Regions from separate parts of the Triticum aestivum genome. Here region 2 is linked to region 1. A link is a contact called in public Hi-C data. All regions are on one chromosome and are shown on one strand. The core of a region is the stretch at or near the end of the contact, and the rest is flanking DNA. Distances in the headings are between cores, read along the strand shown.

Region 1 (2,700 bases), core at 102-2,601:
GTCTATTGCCACTCCGTTGGTCATTTCTTTAATTAATTTAAAGTAAGATCAGGTTCAGATGTGCAATCTTGGGCAACTGGTTCAGCTAAGACATGAGCACTCACCTTGCACTCCATGCAATACTTTGGCCTGAAACTGGAATTCGTTTTACTATAGTGTTCCTGATGAAAGTATTATATAGTATTCCTGGCAACTGGAATTCAACTTACCATAAGGTGCACATATATATCGAAGATTTACTATGTTAATGTTAATCCGTGCTAAAACACTTCAACCTCCTGCAAATGAGGCTGGTGCACGCCATGGAGACTGATCCACAAAAAAAGTTGAAAATATTGCTTTCCGATAGTCAACCTGAGAACAAAGAGTAGAGAGGCATTGCACAATGAACGTTCTCGAGCACCAAGGATGTGGGAGGAGGGTTGCTCCTGCATTCCATCAGGTTGAGGTGATGAACATCTGACCATTGGTGGCCGCCGGCCGCGGGTTGCATCGGTGGAGTAGGATTTGCAGTTCTCTTCTCGCGACAGATTGGATCTACAAGTCAAGTGCCCTGCTGACCAAATTCTGGGCGTCCTTCAAGATCCATGGGTAAATCTCAGCCATGGATTTGGGTGGGACGACGTCGGTGGGCGAGTCATGGTAGCCATGGATTTGGGTGAGCTGCTGCGAAGCACACCCGTGACGCAAGGAAAACGCGCACGACAAGCAGCGGTTACGGGAGGGAGAAAGCCGAGCTCCGTCGCCGAGCCTAATAATGGACGCCGAGCACAGAAGATAAATACGAGAAAGAAAGCCCATATAGAACATCGGTACACGTTAGCCCAATTCACGAGCAGGCGTCTGGATCGTTCTGCGGAGCAGCAGCCCTGTCTACGTATAACTGAGTCAGGCAATTGGAAAAGCCCAAGATGACGTTGTGGGACGATGGTAGAGATCTGGTCCGTTGAGGTTGCGATCGGATGGCGGGCGTAACCAAAACACTGAGAGGAGGCGTAGCTCGCTCCATTTTACTGTTTCTCAATCTGACAAAGTAACGGGGCACGATCTCTGCAATCGGTTGGAACCTGCAGCGTAATACTACGAGTGACTGAACTGGTCTTGATACTGAGTCAAATTCCCACACCAGATTCTGTCAAAAAATAATAATAATTCTCACACCAGATCAGATTGTAGATGCAAGACGTCTCTTCTCACGGACGGGCCTGGTCGTCGATGGATTGATAGAATATGTTCCATTCGATTGTCATCAGAATACCAACAATAATGTAGCACGCATGCACTACAAAGTTTGCTTGTTAGGACTGAACTGGCAGGTATACGTGTGTATTCACGCGGTTTTTCTTACCTAGGAATCTGTCTAGGAGGGCCATATGCAGATTGGTTGCGATGTCACCGTATGTCCTTCTCAAGGCTAGTATTAAAACCTGGCTTTCGTTCAGGAATCAAGATCAAATCTGATTAGCGATCTAATGATTTTGTCCAAGGTTGGTGGCGCGCCGGTTGTCGGCTTCCGTGAGGAGGGAGGGGGTTGTCACTGTCGCAGCAGGCCAGAATGAAGGGAGGCAGGTTTCAGGCGGGAAGGGGCCTGCAAGTTGCACGCCCACTTGCGCGGAAAGGGTGAGGAACATACCAGACCGGGCCAGTTGACCACTTGTAGCCGCCCCACTGCCGGTGCGCTTACTGGAGCTTGGATTTATGTGCTTTTCAGTTGTTTATATATCATGAGTTCACTGTACATGCCTCGAGACGCTTGAGATGGATCAACGGCCTAGTCGTGCTAGGGTTAGGGTTTGCCCGGCTAAAAACTAGAGCGGGCGGAAATAAGCGAGGATATCCCATGAGTTGCTGTGAGAATTGATTGACGAAAACTTAGCCTAAGAATATGAGGATAAAAAATTAAAATATATATGATTTATTATACTCCCTCCGTTTCTTAATATAAGTCTTTTTAGAGTTTCCATTATGAACTATGGACGGAGCAAAATGAGTGAATTTACACACCAAAATATATCTATATACATCCCTCTGTAGTTCATATTGAAATCTCTAAAAAGACTTATATTTAGAATCGGATGGAGTATTTGATTATGTATAGTTGTAACAACATTTCTTAAATATAAGTAAAATAATTGAATCGGAAACATATTTCATGCATGTTTGACCTTTGTGGTGGGTCTTTTCTCCTATATGATTGCGTTTTGACGTGAGTCTTATCTCATTCATTATTGTATGACGAGGTGACATGCTTATGTTTAGTTAAATAAGTTTGTGGGAGCGACTCTTAGGTATATAGGAATTGTTTCGTTTCTTAGGAAGGAAGGTCGCTGCTCGGCCATGATGTCCACAACCATCATCATTCATAGAAGTCTTGGCATAAAAACAAAACCGATGCTCCGAAGATGCTACTTTCAAAAGCATTATGTACTTTATGTTTTTTTGCCACGACTTTCACGATGTAATTTCATGCTGAAAATTTAATAAGCACTGAAAACATTCCTTGATGTTTGCCACACAAAAAATCTGATTTTTTGAATTTTTTTCAACAATTTTTTATTTTACTATTTATGCAAGAGCATTTGAGTTCGAGCTGAGAGTAGGACTTCCGCTAACAAATGGACTACATAGCATATATAACGACAACTGAACCATTTCAAGATATGAAATTTGTAAACTTATGGCTAAGTCAACTTCTTCAGT
Region 2 (2,700 bases), core at 180-2,679, 280 kb after region 1:
TAGACCTGGCCGGAGGGGGCGCCGCCGCACTCGACGGCGACGCGCTGCACGGCTTGGGTGACGCAGTTGCTGCAGTCGACGTTGGAGAGGTCGCCCTCGCACTGCGCCAGCGCGTACACCTGCTGGAAGCTGGTGGCGAAGAACCCCCCCCCCCCCCCCCCCCCCGCGCGCTGGAGCCCGCTCCGCCCTCGAGCTGGCTGAAGGCGGTGCCGCGGCGGGTCTCGAAGTCCGGGGCGCCGGCGGCGCCCCCGCCAGAGCCGCAGGTCTTGAAGAGCATCTGAACGCCGGGGACCTGGGGGAAGCCGGAGATCTTGTAGAGCGAGAGGCAGCCGTTGAGCTGGACGCGGGCCGCGACGGCGTCGCCGCAGAGGTCGCGCCAGGAGGACATGGCGCGCGCGACGCAGGAGGAGCAGTCCGGGCCGGAGAGGTCGCCGCGGCACTGGAAGAGGCCGAAGACGGAGGCGGAGGCCGACTGCGCGGCGAGCGCGGAGGAGCGGGCTGAAGGCGGTGCCGCGGCGGGTCTCGAAGTCCGGGGCGCCGGCGGCGCCCCCGCCAGAGCCGCAGGTCTTGAAGAGCATCTGAACGCCGGGGACCTGGGGGAAGCTGGAGATCTCGTAGAGCGCGAGGCAGCCGTTGAGCTGGACGCGGGCCGCGACGGCGCCGCCGCAGAGGTAGCGCCAGGAGGACATGGCGCGCGCGACGCAGGAGGAGCAGTCCGGGCCGGAGAGGTCGCCGCGGCACTGGAAGAGGCCGAAGACGGAGGCGGAGGCCGACTGCGCGGCGAGCGCGGAGGAGAGCGCCGCGACGGTGGGCGGCGGCGCGCCCCCCGCGAAGGTCTGGTTGGCGCAGCCCTTGTAGACGACCGCGTAGAGGTCGGCGCACGACGCCGTCGACAGGAGCAGGAGGAGCACGACGGCGAGGAGGAGGAGGAGGCGGAGGCGGCAGGGAATGCCGCCGGCGCCCATCTGGCCGCGCTCTGGGGGTCTGTGTCGTCGGGCTCGGTGGTGCGCCGGAAGCAGAGCTCCGCTCTTCCTCCAAGACACCATGGCGGCGAGCTGGATCCAGCTCCTTCCTCCACTTGTAGTGCGGGTTGATTAGTGCTAAGTCCAGGGGGTAAATGCAAAATGCGCTGTGCTGACCGGCTGTGCTGACTAGGCTCCACTTGTAGTGCTCTGATTGGCTGGGACCAAATTTGCACATTGGCTGCAAGTTGTGTGACTCAATAATTGCCTTTTGTAAGATTGAGACCAAATCATCACATTCAGGACAAGTTGTGGGACTCCTGGTGCTATTACCTCGCAAAGAAGCGATGCTCTAGGCCTAGGGGTTCGGGTCAAGACACAAGACCAGATCCACCGAATCCGACCAAAATAATGCGCTTCCATCGATACAAAGGAGAGAGAGAGAGGGGAGAAATGAAAAGCGAAAAGGGGGAGGAGAAAAAGTTGTATAAAAACTCCGCAGCCTCGCCGTCGCTTCTTCCCTGCCAAATTCCAATTCCAACCCGAGAGGGCTCCTGCCCCTATTTGATCCCTCCCCCCTCCCATCCCAGCGCCGTCGCCTCGACCCCCTCCTTCCTCCGCGCTGACCGCCCCGTCGCACCGGCCGCCGCCGCGGCGACATTCATTATCACGTTCGTTCGTTTCTCGGCCTCCAGCTCGGGGCGGCGCCGGGATCGCGGGATCTCGTCGGGGAAGCGAGGTTTGTGCCCGCCCGTATCTGGTTTTCGGTCCTGCACGGCTCGATTTAGGGTTTCCTCGACTGTTCCTGGAATGGTCGCGACGGTGGTTGGTGCCTGGTTCTTAGGAAGGCGGCACCCCCTATTAGTGGCTGCGTTTCGTTGGATCTAGCCTTGGAATGGTAATGGCGCGTGATTAGTATAGCTTTGGTCGCGTAGCCTGTCGTCCTCGTTGTGGAAAGCTTGATTCCTGAAATGTGTGAGAGCAAATGAAAGGTTCGCTTCTTCTTTTGGCGGTGGATGTTGGGGTGAATTCATCCACCTGGGACTTATACTCTGAGTAAATCAATCTACTGTTTAAACCTTTTTTTCCTGATCATTTGTTTATGCTCACTTTTATGAATAGGACGCCAGGCTCGTAGCATCTGCTCCCGATCACGGCTTATTTTATGGTGAGTTCATCACTAGCTTTTTATGCGCTCCTTTTTCTCTGTTCTTTTCATGTTGTAGTTAGGTAGCATGTCAAGGAAGATTAGGCGGAGATTATATTAGGTATCGTGCCTAACAGACTCCAAATTTTGGTTTGATGTGATAAACAGGGTGAAGAGGCTCCTGAGTTTCGCGTTGACCCCATCACCTTGGGGTCCAAGGATTGCCAACAGAATGCCATAGTTGTTGGCGATAAGACAGTGAGTCCCTTGAATAAGTCAACGCATATACATATGCTTTCAATTTGATTTTAGATATGTTTGACTGCCACTATTTTCTTGTTCATAGTTGTTGAAGCCATCACCTCTATTATGTTACTTACAAATTAATAAGATTGAGCTTAGAAAGCTGGCAACTGTTTTGGCGATATCACATTGGTTTTGGTAGAGATGTAACAAGAATGTGTTGTGCTAGTATTGGAACATCAAGCAAGATATGCCACCTTTTTTTTGAGATCAAAAGGAGAGCTGAGCTGTTTGTTTCATTAATAATTATAAAGTTACTGTAGGTATAATATATGGTACCAAATGACC

What was found. Hi-C and Micro-C count contacts between places; a contact is called where the count stands out from the background.
Region 2: a contact with region 1 is called in a Hi-C map of leaf, with 5 times the contacts expected there. The contact joins the promoter of LOC123110857 here to the enhancer-like site in region 1. A contact is called at or near these places in 3 of 5 Hi-C or Micro-C datasets (all in leaf) and 1 of 1 datasets of contacts at active chromatin or transcription factors (leaf).

What each region holds. Positions count from the first base shown.
Region 1 is chr5B:142,426,825-142,429,524 of IWGSC CS RefSeq v2.1, forward strand. No RefSeq gene overlaps it. Among protein-coding and RNA genes, the nearest start is that of LOC123110855, 17 kb to the left of the region's middle. Within about 2 kb of position 1,352, at least 4 of the 8 cell types and tissues checked have an H3K27ac peak or open chromatin away from gene starts, as enhancers often do. A contact at or near this core is called in leaf, where this site is marked.
Region 2 is chr5B:142,709,207-142,711,906 of IWGSC CS RefSeq v2.1, forward strand. LOC123110857 (guanylate kinase 1) reads left to right here and starts at 1,430. Exons shown (of 11, transcript XM_044531485.1): 1 at 1,430-1,701; 2 at 2,085-2,130; 3 at 2,278-2,367. The coding sequence starts at 2,128. It also overlaps the pseudogene LOC123114706.